Linked DNA regions of Mus musculus: region 2 is linked to region 1. A link is a contact called in public HiChIP or PLAC-seq data. All regions are on one chromosome and are shown on one strand. Each heading gives the region's core, a stretch centred on a gene start, on an enhancer-like site or on the middle of the called end of the contact. The rest is flanking DNA. Distances are from core to core; before and after follow the strand shown.

Region 1 (7,737 bases), core at 2,600-5,099:
TGTTTGTATGTGGGTGCTAGAGTCTGGGTCCTCAAGCCTGCACAGTAAGTGCTCTTATAGTGAATCACATGTCCAGCCTTTTAACAGCTTTTATCAGTGAAAATAACCTAGAAAGAACTTGTAACGCTGTTTAGAGGCACAGATATACTACACTAGGAGCCAGAAGATCCGGGTCTTTCATGAGGTTCCCTCTGCAAGTGTTGGGGCTTGTAGAAGGTTCAGTGCACCCTTCCTAGCCTCTACTCCTTCATCTTCAAAAGGGAGTTGAGAAAAAAAAGAAGAAGAAATGTTTCACATTAATCCTGAGAAAACTGCCAACTCATCACAAGCATGTGGATTTGGTTAAGAGACCAACAAAGTTGGACTAAAGTTTTCCCTCAGCTTTATTTCCATGAATAATATAGTTTATTAAAGCCACAATTTGAAATATACATGAAAGCATGCAGCATACATTCAGTGGTACATTGAAGTGTTTGTCAACCCAGTAGCCATGACCTATAGTTAACTGAGAGAAGAGTGGCCAACAGAGTTGGAGCTAGAGATATGGCTAGGTGGATAAGGGAACTTTCACTTGCCGTCCTTGCAGAGGAACAGAGCCTAGTTAGCATACAACCTCTATAGCTCTTGCTCTAGGGGATCTGATGCCTTCTTCTGGCCTCTAAGGGCACCTACATGCAGGCGCACATGCACACACAGACACACATAAACATAAATCTAAAGAAAAATGCTTCCCTCCAATTATTTACTAATTGTAGATAGAAACCCAGAAGCCTTACAAGGCAGAAACCCCAGCAGCCTGTACTTTGAATTAAGCCATCAAAGTTAACATGACCAATAATAGGGCATACTAACAGCACACCCCCTTTGATAGGAGAAACAGAAGGGAACTTTTCCTCCTGAGTATTCCTGTCAAAAGTGCAAAACATCATGCGAGTCATGATTGGGCAGGAGACAAAGCCAACCCGGGGATGGGGTGGTGTACAGTAGCCTGATGACTTCTTCAGAGCTTCAAGACCACCAGTAAGGACAAGGGGAGGATGGAGAGTTGTTAGAGGTCAGACAAGAGGAAGGAGACGTGGCAAGGAAAGGCAACATGGGTCCCTCGAATGGAAAAAAGAGGAGAGCCTGGAGGCCCTGCACGAGAAGCCCGTTCCCTTCCTGTGGATGCACCAATGCAGACGCCGTGAGAAACCTAGTTCCCGTACTGTGGGAACTAGTACTGACTAGTCCCTTATAGCATCACCTATGCTGATGTCTTAGTTCTGATCATTATATCGTTTATTTTTCTCACTGATGTGACAAAGTATGACAAATGCCACTTCAGGAAGGATTTATTTGCGCTCTCAGTTTGAGAGCACAGTCCATCATGTGGAGAGATCCAGGCAGCAGGGGTGTGGGGCAGCTGCTTGTGTTAGGTGCACAGTCAGGTAGCAGAGAGGTGAGTGCTGATTTTACCTTTTTATTCACATCAGGGCCACACCCCACAGGCTGGTGTCACTCACATTTAGGGTATGTCTTCTCACTTAAATGAGCTCAGCTTCAAAATTCTCTCAGAGACGTGCACTTGTCTCCGAGAGCAGTGGTTCTCAGCCTGTGGGGAGTGGCCTTTTGGGGGTTAAATGACCCTTTCACAAGGGTTGCCTAAGACCATCAGAAAATAGATATTTACATTATGATTCACAAAATTAGCAACATTACAGTTACAAAGTAACAATGAAAATAATGTTACGGTTGGGGTCACCACAGCATGAGGAACTATATGAAAGGGTCGCAGCATTGGGAAGGTTGAGACCCACCCTGCCCTAGATGGTTCTAGACCCTGTCAAGTTTTCAGTCCATATCACCCATGGCTGTCATTGAACTACTGTTATGCAAGTGACTGACATTAGCCAAACCGACTTTGGTCATAGAAACTGTTCTGTTTATGCAGCTCTATTTATTCTGTTTCTGAATTTCAAGTTTTCCCAAATGAAATGTTTATTGTATTTTGTCATGTGGTTGAGAGACACTATGTCAAACATCCTTGCACACTGTTCACACTAATGATAAGGGGGAAGGGGGAGAGCGGGGGGGGTGAGGATGGGGAAGAAGGAGAGGGAGAGGGAGACAAGGAGACAGAAATAAACAGAGACAGACAGACCGACAGACAGAGGGGGAGCATACGGACAGTCACACTCCTAAGCTGTGACCTCGGAAAGCTTGGGCCCTCCTAGAATGTGTGGTACTCCTGGAAGACTACTTGAAGGATCCTTTCTCATCATCTCCAGGCTCCTTTGGGATGGAGGGAACTCTGTCTGTAAATCTGAGCCTCCCACCTTTTCTATTCTTCATCAGGGGTGGAGAGACATGGAACACTGACAAGTCCGGGAGGAGTGTACTGGACCCATGCTGCTGCTCTTCCCACACCCCTCCACCCTTGGGAGTCAGCCACTTACAGAAAACATGCACTTTACGTTGTACTTCTGTCAAGATATTCCCCATGTCTGTCCCTGTCTGTGATGGGGAAACTGGCTGATTGGAAGATGCTAATTTGAATGTATATCTAATTCTTACCCTAAAGCAACCCATTCCTACCATCCCACTTCTTCTAAAACTACAGACTGTTTTTGGTTCCAGCCATTCTGTTCCTCCTTTACATTCTTAATTCCTTCAGAACTTGGGCGAGAAGGCCAACAACCAAGCACTCTTAAGAGTCGGTTTGATTCCACTAACGTCCTAGTATACACAGCATCCCAGGAATGACTTTCTAGTCGCTATTCTTTAAGCGTTTTTCAAACATTAAACTAATCTTCCATTCCAAGTAGCCTATGGACATAGATACACATAACATGATCATTTAGCATTGTTCTTGCTAGACCTGTGAACGTCATTCCTCTATATTGGGACTGAAAAGCCTTTCATTCCCCTATCTCAAAAGATGGGACTTTGGGTCACCCAGAAAGACTGGGACACACTTCCATTACAACCCACATGCTATAAGTGTGCTTTTAAAAGCTATTCTCCTGGCCTGAGGAGATGGCTCAATAGGCAGAGTGCCATGTAAGCCTGAGGACTTGAGTTCAATTCCCCAGCACCCACGGGGAAAAAAAAAACCAAAAAACTGGGTTTGGTGTTGCATGTCTAAAATTTCCTGGCTGAAAAGGGCAAAAACAACCCGATTCCTGGGGCTTGCTGAACAGCCAAACTAGAAAAATCGACCTGGGTCCATGAAAGACACCTCTGTCTCAGAAATCAAGGTAGCTGGAAGCTGAGGAATGGGACCCAAGGTCATGGCTTCTACACGCACACACACACACACACAGAGTAGCTTTTCACAGTGGCTGCTTTTGCCTCTCTCTGCTCTCTCTGCTGGAGCAACAATGGGATGGGAAATGTCTAAGCAGAGTCCTTGGGTAGTCCGTGTCTCTTCACTCTCTTTGCAATTTAATTTAAAGTCCAGCTTCTGTGGTGAACTGCCACTCCTGTGACCGCCTGCCTGAGCGTGAGACTAATCTTTCTCTACTTGAAAAATAACCAACACTTACAGCACCATAGTTATGATTATATCACAATAAATATTCTATGCAGGGCCAGGAACAGCTCCTTCAAGAAAAATGCATGCAGACGGGTAATTGGAATGAACTATATGTGTTTTCGCTGCGCCTTGGAAGCGATAGCAAGAACAAAGATCTTCGATCCATTCCCAAGCATGTATTATTTTTTTCTCTTTAAAGAACACCGCGTAAGGATTTTTGACATCCTCTGCATCATAATAGGAACAACTCTGGGACAAAAGGCCTGTCTGCACTTGAGGCTCAGGCCTCCTTACTGCTAGGAGGGCTCTGGTTATCCTGAATAAAGAGAAAGGGCCTGGAAACGCGTTTGTTCTTGAACAATTCTGTATACCAGCTCTTAAGCACTTCTATTTTGCCCTGGTTGTGAATAACTGAGAGGTCAATGAAATCCCCTCCGTCTGAGCTGCAGATGTCAAGGCAAGCAAATGAGAATGCTAACAAGCTGTTTGAGGAAAGGGGACTCTGCCTGCCCTTCATCGTGATTGTATTGGACCGCCTCTGCCTAGCCAGGTGGAACTAGGGTAACATGAAGGAGTTGTAAAAGCCACTAAAAATCAGTATTAAAACAGCAACAAGAAAGCAGGTGTGAGCCAATGTAACTGGAATGTGTTCATCTTATAGGAGGGTTGGGATATGTTTTTATAAAATTTAGTGCGTGTGTATACTTGTGTGCTGTGTTCATGTACGTGTGTGTGTGTGTGTGTGTGTGTATGTGTGTGTGTGTGTGTGTGTGTGTGTGTGTGTGTGTGTAAGCACTCACACACATAGATGTCCATGTTTATAGAGGATAAAGGAGAATCTTGGCTGTCGTCTCAAGAGTGTCCTTTATCTTCTTTGAGACAGGGTCTCTCATTGACTTGGCTAGACTGCCTCATCAGTTCTGGGACTCTTCCTGTTTCTGCCTCCCTGGTGTTGGGATTGCAGGTCACCATGCCTGGCTTTGGGGTATAGGTTCTGAAGATTTGGGCTGGGCTCCTTGTGTTTCAAGATGAGTGCTTTACCAGCTGAGCCGTCTCTCCTGTCCTATATTCCCTTCTTTGAATGATTTTAGGTTGAGTTTAATTTTTGGTGCTATTTCCATTGAGGTCCTGATGACAACAAGCAGCCAGCCCCATGATGTGTGAGGCCATTTGGTAGTTTCATTCAGTTTTTCCTTTGATTTGGATTTCTTTGTGCCATAGGAACTTCTGAGTAAGCAGAGGGCCATGGAGGAGGTGTGCGTATGTGGGAGTTCCTGTGCAGGAGTTTGTATCTAGTATCTTTGTTCTCTAGCTTGTCAGGGAAGAGTCAAAGAAGGAAGTAGATTTCTTTGTAACTTTAAAATAATTATGCATGTATAATTTGTGTGTGTGTGTCTGTATGTGTGTCTGTGTGTGTGTGTGTGTGTGTGTGTGTGTGTCTGTCTGTCTGTGTCTGTGTACCCACATAGAGAACACGGTTAGAGAACACGGTTTGGTATCAGTCTTTATCTTCCAGCCTTTGGGGACAGGGTTTTCTGTTGTACATTGCTATGAATGCCAGGCTACCAGGCCCATGAGCTTCTGGGTAGCCTCTTGTCTCCACCTCCCAGCCTACTAGAACACTGGGATTACAGGATTTGCTGTGGAGTTTGGCGTTACATGGACTCTGAGGATCTGAACTAGGATCCTCACACTTGCAAGACAAGTGCTTTATCCACTGAGTGGTCTCCACACCCCCATGTGATTTATTATCACAGCATTCATCTGTGACTTATAACTTGTGCTTTTGCATTCTGAACCCTGATACCCTTCTGATTGTTGTTCTCAAACAGTAGAAAGAGTGTCAGGAGGCCCAAAGTTCCTAAGCAGTTTCTTGCCATCTGAGTTCACCAAAATTTAGGAAGAAAGTCCTTGGGATAATGGCTCCCTGTGGAACTAGCCAAAAAGATTCAAGTACTTCCAGCAAGCCGTCTTATTCGACACTACGAACTGGGAATTTTCTCTGCAGAAAATAAATTCATAGTCAAACTTCAAGCTTGACTTCCTTTTTCTTGTTCAACTTTTGGTGTGTGTGTGTGTGTGTGTGTGTGTGTGTGTGTGTGTGTGTGTGTGTGCGCGCGCGCACTTGCAAGCACATGTATGCCTGTGCATGTGGAGGTCCAAGTTTAATGTCAGGAATCATTCCCTGCCACTCTTTCCCCTTATTCATGGTGACAAGTCCTTAGTCAAACCCCTAGCTCTGCAGTAAGGCTAGTCTTACAAGCCAACTTGCTGTGGGGAATCCATCTCCTGCCTCCACCTTCTGCAGCTGAAACTCTACAATCACCCACTAACGTATTTTGTTGTTTCTAGGGATCCAAACTCTAACCCAAACCCTAATGTTTATATGGCAGGTGCTTTAACTGCTGGACCATCACCTACTTAAACTTTTATTCACAGAATTCTACGAATGCGATCTTTGGCATGTCCTGTCAATCTTGTGATAAATGTCACGTGTCAGGATAACTATTGCTTTCTTTCCAGAGTGTGAAAATGACCAAGATAAAGGTTTTCTGATTGCATTTCAATATTCTACTTAAGCAAAGCAGTGGTTTTTTCTGCAAGCAAAGAAAACATTTGGGCCGTCTTCCCAGGGAACCCTGGAAGCATTGTGCACCAATGTTTCTGCTCTTGTGTATGAATTTTTCAAAAGATGAAGGCAGTAGACAGAGAGTTGATGCTTACAGCTTCTAAGGGTCATGAATGGGAGGAGCTGGGAATATTTTCTTATTTAAAGGCTGGGAATGTGGCTCATCATGTAGAGGGCTTGTCTAGCATACATGAAATCTTGGGTTTGATGCCCAACACCCCCATGAAGTGCATGGTTGTACATGCCTAGAATCCTAGCTCTTGTAGTAGAGTCAAGAAGACAAGAAGTTCAAGGTTATCTATGGTAACACAACAAGTTTGGGGACAGCCTGGAGCTGCATTAGATACTGTCTCAAAAAGGCTAGAAAGATGGCTTAATTGTTAAGAAATTTTGGCATTTGCAGAGGACCCACATTTGGTTCCAATTACCCACACTGGATAGCTCACAATCACCCCTGCCTCCAGCTCCAGAGAATCCAATCTTCTTCCTGCCTGCATGAGCACCTACTGATACATGGCATTCGTTCATACATACATACATACATACATACATACATACATACATACACATAAATAAGGATACATTTAAAAGGGAAAACAAAAGGCAAAGTTTATAACAAATGTTACCTTGGTGTGATTGCATCCATTCAACTAGAATTTAAAGGTGACATTATGTCAAAGCTGCAACAGCCTAAAGACAAACACTTCCCAGCTTGCCTAGGAAGTAATCAGAAAATCACAGAAAGCCTGAGTCTTTAGAAGAAGTCATGAGTCCCCGGGGAAAGTCCTAAGACCGCCCACTAGTGAACTGTCTCCTTAGGTGACTGCTAAGTGTTTTTCCACCTAAGTCACTGTTATTGCTGAAAGCATCCTTAAGTAATGGAGCAAGCAATGTTCAGGGTAGAAGAACAGAGGCCCGTTGGCAGCAGCAATAACTGGGTGACTGTTCATAGGAGCAGACTAGTGAAAGGACAGAGTTAATGCCTTTTATGCTGATGTGCTAATAGAATTCATGCAGCCTGGGGCTTGTGTGAGACTGGACTTAGATTTGCCAATAGACAGGATGATTATATTAATGATAGGAAACACAAGAATTGAAACAACTGAGCAGATTATTAGGGGCTGGTGAAATAGTATAAGGTCTGCTTGCCTGGGATGAGAACCCAAATTGAATCCCTCCAAACCCATGTGAACAAACAAACAACAACAACAAAAGAGCAGCCACGGTAGTAGGCACCTATCATTCCAATACTGGAGAAACAGAGACAGAAATATCCTTAGGGTTTACTGGCCAGCCAGACTAGCTAAATGAGCAAGTTCTGGGTTCAGTGAGAGACCCTGTCTAAAACTGAGATGGAGAGTGATTGAGGAAGACACCTAACCTCTACTTCTAGCCTCCACATTCATGCCTATGGACACACACACACACACACACACACACACCATAAGTGTAAAACAGGTAATAGTGCAATAACCATGTTCTTTTTTTTTTCTATAGTGAAATTTATCTGAATTCAGTGGTTTGTAAGTCTATTCATCAGCAGTGTGTCTGAAAGGCTTGCGTTTTATTAACAGAGTTTCTATGGCCGTTTGAA
Region 2 (7,737 bases), core at 3,920-6,419, 500 kb after region 1:
TATAGCATTCTGGATGCATGGAAAGGAATGGAAAGTGTATTTGAGACAGGAAAAAGTAGCAAAGCCAATTCTCTGCAGAACTGGTTAACAAGGAAATTTTTATGTTGCATGTTTAACATAATAAAAAAATAACCTAATCCTTTATCAGCATAACATAAACACAACACTTTTTATCTGATGTGTCACTATACAGAAGGATTGTGCACAGTTGCCCTTTTTTTGTAGAATTTGGAAGAGGTGGGTCAGATGGAAGTGGCAAGGATTGAACAGTTCAGAAGCACATGCAACACAAAGGGACAAGTTCGGCAGGTAGACCAGTGACCTCTCTTAATATGAAAGGAAACAAGAGGGGCTAGGGCTGTGGCTCAGTTGTAGAGTGCTTGCTAACATTCCCAAAGTCTGGGGGTCATGGCCAGAACAGAATAAACTGGGTGGCAATCTCTTGTATCTGTAATCTCAACACTTGGGAGGTTGAAGGGAAAAGGCAGAAGTTCAAGGCCATCCTTGGTTCCTTAGGAAGTCTGAGCCTCTCTTGGTGTACATGAGATTATCTCTAAAGACAGGAAAAGCATTATTCGATTTCTCAGTGAGATGTTGAAGGGGTTTCCACATTAATAAGGGACAACTTTATTTTCCATATGAATAATCTTTAGGTCAATTTGAAGATGCTATTTCAAATACAGAAACACACACACACACACATACATACATATACACACACACACACACAGGACAGAATCCTATAAGTTAAACACATCAGTGTAAAAATTAAACTAAAAAAATGTTTTCATAAAAAGGCTAGTTTTAATTTAAAAACCCTCTACCAGTTTCTAGCAAACCAATGTCAAATGGATCTAAATTAAGCAACAGTTACAGCATCTAATTGCTGTCCCGATTTTTGCTTTTCACACAAATTGCGATGTATTTTTCCACATAAAACTGTCTGAATTCAATATCTCCATTAGTTATGAAAGATTCGGTCATTCTAGAGGCTGAGATGCAGATAAAGAACTTCAGCATTGATTTTTTTTTTTAAAGCACGAACTGTTGGCTGTAACAGAAGAATCAGAATCAGATTTTGTGATGCTCAGATAAAAAGAGTCCTGGATATCTCCGCAGTGCTGATAACATCACCTGAGAAAGACAAAGCTTCCATTCTAGCTAAAAAAAGAAGATGATTTTTTTAAGTGGGGAGGGGGGGGAACAAAGGGTGACTTAGATAACAGAGATAAGGGCAGGGAGTAGAGCTGGGGTGGGCAGAAATTGCAAGGGTAAACAGGACGGATGGGCAACGGATGCATCTCAAAATGTCCATTATGCCAAGGTAGAATCCTGAAAGAGAAGCCACAGGTGAGCCATATAACATGACCAACTTTTCTTCAGTAAAAGAAAGCTCCAGGCTGGGAGACAATTCAGTGAATAAAGTGCATGTCCCCCAAGTGTGAAGGTCAGAGCCAGATGGCTAGTTTTACTAGCCCGATACACAAGCTCCAGGTTCAGTGAGAGACTGTCTCAGTGAATCCAGGGGAGAGTGAACTTATCAATTAGGATTCCGAATGAAGAACCAAATGTTGAGACTTAATTCATAACATAGAATCAGGTAAATTTTGTCTTGATGCCATCATAGAACTGGGAAAACAAAGAGTAAAAATGTGTGGAGAGTTATGCATACCTCAGAACACTACACATATTAATTCATGCAGTGAAGATGACATGAAGCTAACTATTCAAGTTGTCACTTTGATTCTTCCATGGGCTTCTTGTTCAGCTTTGGCAGAATGGTGGCATGTTGTTCATTAACGTGAGAGGACCTAGAATTACCTAGGAGACAAACTGAACTTTTCTACTGAAGAATTTCTAGATTCAGTTAATACAGGTGGGAAAATCCATCCTGAATGTGGAGGAATCCTTTCCATGGGCTCTAGTACTGGCTTGGATACAAAGGAGAAAGTGCACAGGGCAGTAACATTCAACTCACCTTCCTGACTACAGGGGCAATGTGACCAGCTACCTCACACTCCTGTAACCATGACAGACTGTATTCTTGAAGAGTGAGCCTATGTATGGACTTACCTCTAAAGGGCTAAGCTCTCCTCCAACACCTACCTTATATTCACCCATGTAAACCAGCCACAACCTGGAGAAACGTAATTATTAATGGTACCAATGTCAACAAGATGATGTGTATGCATGTTAGGGTCAGGGCTGGTCAGGGCATGGGTTTCCCACAGTAAGGATTTCAGGGGACTGAACTCCTATTTTCAGATCATGGGGTGAGATGCATGGTTTGTCTTAGCCAATGGAGAGCAAATGAGGCAGTTAAAAAGTAGATGTTTAACATCAGTTAACTGTGGAGGGGAGGGACAAAGCAGACCCCAGAGGGATCACAGCTCCCATTTCTATGTAGGTTTTAAAGAGAAACTCCAAGTCCAACTGATACTGGGACAAGGGAATCCATCCCTGGTGTGGACTCTGGAAACTAGAGACAACCTTTAAGAAAGCAAGGGGAGCTTGTGTTAGCTGTGAATGTCACTCATGAGCAATGCGTTCATGTCCTGCAAAGGGCTAATCTGTGAGGATTTCGCCTCACTGACTTTCTGATTTCAACAAGCTTCCAGAAAACCATATGTGATTTAATACCTGCTGCTGCTGCTGCTGCTGCTGCTGATGATGATGATGATGATGGGGATAATCGAGGTAGTTAAGACTTTGGTTGACAAACTGGGTGGTAAGTCTGATTTCTATAGTCGTTTGCCTAATTCAGAAACACTGTCTTCACAGAACAGATTTTTCACAGCGTTTTCTTTGCTTGGGATTTTTTTTTTTTTTTTTTTTTTTTTTTTTTTTTTTTTTTTTGGACCAAAGGCTCACTTCTCAACTTAGTTTATCGAACGCATCATTTACTTGGCCAATGGGCTCTTTGATAAAGTCAGTGATACATTCTACTTTAGTCACAGATCTTTCTCCATTGTCATGTTTAATTGATCACAATTAACAGTAGCTATTAATTATTCTATCCCCTCAGGAATTCTTGGGAATCAATTTTATTAAGTGCCTTCATACTTGACTACATCCCTAAATTCCCCTCTCTTTGCTTTGAGACTGTATATCCTGTACATAAAAGGGTGGCACACCAGTCTCTAAGCAATCTGGACTGTCAGAGCTCTGCTCTGATCCATCTTTACCATGGTCTTGGATAGATTTCTTTCATCTCCACTACTCTGTTCCTTTCTTGCCTCTCTACCTACAGGAACCAATGAAAAACTAAGACACTCTGTCGCTGACTTAATTTGGGGTGACACTTGGAAATGCTCTTTCTCTTCCTGCCTTATTACACAGGATTCCGAGGTCTTTCTCGTCTATCTTCTAATCCATGGGTAAATTTTCCATGAAGGTTAACACCTGCCTTCTTTTCTCAAACTTGATGCTTCTCTTAGAACACGCCCACCTAATTTACACTGTACCCTACATTCTGATAGGCTTTTTATTTCTCTTAGCATATTTATAATTATATACAATAGCTTCACTGTGAGATTTTCACACACATTCGTGCATGCACACATAACCCCTCACACACACATACACACACATGGCATTTTGATCATATTCTGATGTTCCCTCCCCACTTTTCCTCTGCATTTTCTCAACAGGTCCCCTTGTGCTTTCATGTCGTTTTAGCTTCATATTCAGCTGAATTTCATTAGAGCTGCTTATGACAGCATGGGAAGGAGCTACTTACAAGACCATGGCAAACGTACCAGAAGCGACACTGTTGAAGAATATGTCTCTTTTTTCCTGACATATTTAACATCTTTAACTAACGGCCTACAGGTCCTCATGGAAGGGTGGTACTTTCAGAGCCCCTGCCTCTTCTATGACAGAATATTGATGGGTAGAACTCATGAAGGCTTGGGGCAGACAATCACAACTGCTTTGACATAAAGTTCAAAGGCCAAATCCTGCTTAAAAGATAGCATCCCATAATACGCCATCCCTTCTACTTGTACCGTCTTTCTGCCTGCAGTGCCCTCCATGTTTCCTGAACCTTACATCTATGTCATCTTCTCTCATACTCTTACTGTTTAGCTCCAATAAAAACAAAACAAAACAAACAAACAAAAAATCTACATGTCACGCTAACACTTGCTAAGAATTCCATATACAGCTCTGTGTCACCTCCTCCAAATCACTGCGTGGTTAAGACGAGGACGAGACTTAGTCTTATGCTTGGTAAGAACCTACCCATCATAGTAGCAAAGCGCTGAGTGGTCCAAAACTGCAGTAAGTGCTTATTAAGGGTGACTGTCAGTGACCACTTTTAGTCTTAATCCTGATGCTAACAATAATATACAGATATCTTGATCTTAAAAACCTCATACAGTTTCCCCTGCTGGTTTTGTCCCATGTCCATAACTTTCTCCTGTGGCATGTAGAACGCAAATCCAAGTTGCTGTTTGTCTCACCTGCTCAGCCCCTTTCATGCATTAATTATTAAGTCATAAATTTAATTTCTGCTAGGGCTTGCCTTCCAGAGCATTTGCAATTGCATTTATTAAGATTGTACCTTTTCCACTCATTCAGTTCAGCCCCCTTCGTTTTGTAGATCAGTGAGAGAGGAAAGAATCCTATTTAGACTAGGAATCTTTATATTGCTGTCTTTCCTCAGTGAATGGGTGTAATTATGTGTATGGGAAATTAGAGTGTTTGCTATGGTAATTATTCACTCTTCTAAAATAAGAGAATAATTATAATGTCAACATCTGACTGTACAAGTTACTGCTGAAGCATTTAAGTCTGCCACAAAGTGGCTCGCAGGATCCTGGCAATTAATATTAATTTTCCACAAATGCTTTCTATTCATCTGGAGAACATTCCAGATGGCCTTCACACTTCCCATTGCCTGGCAGAGACTCTTCTTTACATAGAGCTGTTTCTTCAAGCAACGCTTTGAGAATAACGGGCCTGGTGTTTACAGGATCAGCTTCAAGAGTTTGAGAGCAGACAGATTACAGGAGAAAATTCACAATTTTTTAAAACATGATTTCCGGCAGTTTGCTTAATGGTTGTTGGGAAATGCAAACATTCGCATTTCATCCTGGAAAGGTCAGCTTAGAAGAGTTAAAAGATCGTCATGGAATCGTGAGCCAGCTACAGTTCTGTGCTTCAGTGATTCCTTTCACAGAATCATCAGCCTTAGGAGAAGGTAAAGAAAGGTATTACACACTGAAAGCTTTCTGTGTGCTAATCTGGGAGGGAAGCGTTATAGAAATACCATGTTTATTTTTAAAAAAATCATTAAACACTAATATATGAGCTGAATAAACATAGTGCATCCATCAATCAAAAAGGAAAATGTGTTTTCTTACAAGAACGCCTAGGCAACCATTTATGTGTACACATTTATATACACATGTTGCTATAGGCCTGCAGAAATCAGAGGTCAAATTTGGGTATCTTCCATAAACCCAGGTCTCTCACTAGCCTGGAACTCCTTAATTAGGCAAAGCTAGTTGGCCAGAAAGTCCTGGGATTCTTCTTGTTTCTGTCTCCCTGATGCTACAATTTGAAGCCAGTTTGTTTGTTTGCCCGTTTGGTTGGTTGATTGGTTGGTTTTTAATGTGTGTTCTAGGATTACACAGAGGTCCTTATACTTGTACAGTATCCGATTTACTTACTGTGCTGTCTCCCCAACTCCCTAAATGGCTCCTTTCAAAGTACATTTAGCCCTTGATCAATCATATAAATGAAGGATAATGTCATGACACAGGACTGGTCCCCAGTGACAGCAGTGGTGAGCAAATGAAGACATGATAAATACGATTCATAAAAAAATATGCCAGTAGGGACTGGAGTCAACACGTATAGAACACCTGCTTCGGTGTGGTTGGACACATGCTCACTGAGGAACTGCACAACATGGCTACAAGTCTACTGTGAGTGCTTTAAGCAAGGGTTAGGACCCATGCTGAGAGGGGCCTGCTTTGAAACTCCTAGATTTTCCCTAGTTCCCACCCTGGTTGAATGCTTAGCTCTCTCTCATTCACAAGTGTTTTTTTTTTTTTTTTTTTCCTGGAACATTCTATCAGATCTGTCTGAACACAGCAGGAGTTGCTGTACCACATGGCAACATTAGTGCCTTTACCTTGCTATAGAACTTATAGTCAAAGGGAAACAGAAATCCTGAAAGATTGCTTTGAATTGTTAAGGAAAAAAGAGGCCCTAAAAGATGCTTATTTTTCTAGAGTGACCAGGCACATCTCAGGTCTCTCTAGCAAGGGACAAGGGTCAACGCACTCTTAAAGTCACTCTCTGCAGATGGCTAGAAGAGGAAGGGGTTACTAAAGAATAGGGGACTCTTGTACCTAGGCTAAAGATATGTTTATGTTCACTTTGCACCTCCATTTATAAATTATTATATGTATATGTGTATACATAAATATGAGCTCAAAACTAAATCTGTGCCTGAATAAGACACAGTAAAAATGAATGCTAAACATTTTTATTGTTACTATATTAAGATCCTGAAAATTAGTCTTGGAGATTTTACCTCTTTCAGGAAATCATAAGGCTAAGTTATTTTCTGGGCATTGCATGTTATAAAATAGGACTGCTTCCCTTTAACAGGTAGAAAAATTCATATACTGTTCAACAAACATGTTTGAGAGAGCCTAGAAATCCCAGGAATCATTACCAAAGGATTAAGTCGAACACGTACAATGCAGAACGTTCCAATTTGTGTTTGTTAGCTGACATTAAGGGGCAGGTGCGCCACTCGTACACAGTGGCTTCTCCTCTGGGGTCGGAGGGAATTGCAGAGGACCCATTAATGACAGACAGTTCCCTGTACTGAACATCTTTTACAAGTAGTTGTTAACAAATAAATGCTATGCCAGAGAGATTCTGTCTTTATTTTTATGTTTAATACAGAAGGAATCTATTCCTTAAAACTGTGGTTGAAAGCACTGAAGCCATGCTATAGTTACTACCAACATCAATACAATAGATGACAAAGCAGGCATATAGACATTTAAGTGCTGAGGATATGGTGCAGGAGGTAGATTGCTGGCCCTAGTTTTGAGCCCCAGCACCATCTATGATGGGCTTGAGGAGGCAAACATATCTGAAATCCCAAACACTCCAGAGGTAGAAGCTGGAGGACCAGAGCTTCAAATTTATCACTGGCCTAAGGCAGCTGGGAGTCCATCGGCTACTGGAGACCCTGTCTGAGAACAGTAACAGGAAAGTAACATTTAAACACACCTTGTGGGAAGTAGCTGATGCACAGACTCATTATTGTTCTAAGGGCTATGAATAAACACCTGCTGAGTGCTTGGCTCTAAATGAAACAGCTCTAGGACCCCTTAAAGTCTCAGGAAACATCACGGAAGACGTGGCAGAAAGAATTTAAGAGTCGGATGCTGGGAAGATGCAGAGTAAAAGATACCTTCTGGACATGGCATAGCCATGAGCTCTGAATACTCATGAGCTCTGTTGCAACTGTGTTTCTCTGCTCAAGACTGAGCCTGTCAACATTTCATCATGGACGGGGAAGGGCCCAAGAGACCAGTCCTCCTGGATGGAATACAGACAATTAATGGCTGCTGCAGGGTGTGAGTATCATTTTTTTCAGTAGTGGAGCCACTAGTAAGTTGCCCCTGCTGTGTCCAGCATGTAAACAACAGTGATTAAACCCTGTGGGGGCTTGTCTGGAAGAAGGGGTTCACCAAGAGAAGGAAA

The links. HiChIP or PLAC-seq counts read pairs in DNA pulled down with a chosen protein or histone mark.
Region 2: an H3K4me3 HiChIP or PLAC-seq map of embryonic basal ganglia shows a contact between it and region 1, with 4 times the contacts expected there. The contact joins two enhancer-like sites. A contact is called at or near these places in 2 of 484 Hi-C or Micro-C datasets (the G1E-ER4 cell line and nephron progenitors) and 1 of 115 datasets of contacts at active chromatin or transcription factors (embryonic basal ganglia).

The regions. Positions count from the first base shown.
Region 1 is chr1:125,889,547-125,897,283 of GRCm38.p6, forward strand. The region is part of intron 2 of Lypd1 (Ly6/Plaur domain containing 1); the gene reads right to left. Among named protein-coding and RNA genes, the nearest start is that of Lypd1, 19 kb to the right of the region's middle. Within about 2 kb of position 3,850, at least 3 of the 459 cell types and tissues checked have an H3K27ac peak or open chromatin away from gene starts, as enhancers often do. A contact at or near this core is called in embryonic basal ganglia, where this site is marked.
Region 2 is chr1:126,386,617-126,394,353 of GRCm38.p6, forward strand. The region is part of intron 4 of Nckap5 (NCK-associated protein 5); the gene reads right to left. Among named protein-coding and RNA genes, the nearest start is that of Gm35562, 340 kb to the left of the region's middle. Within about 2 kb of position 5,170, at least 6 of the 459 cell types and tissues checked have an H3K27ac peak or open chromatin away from gene starts, as enhancers often do. A contact at or near this core is called in embryonic basal ganglia, where this site is marked.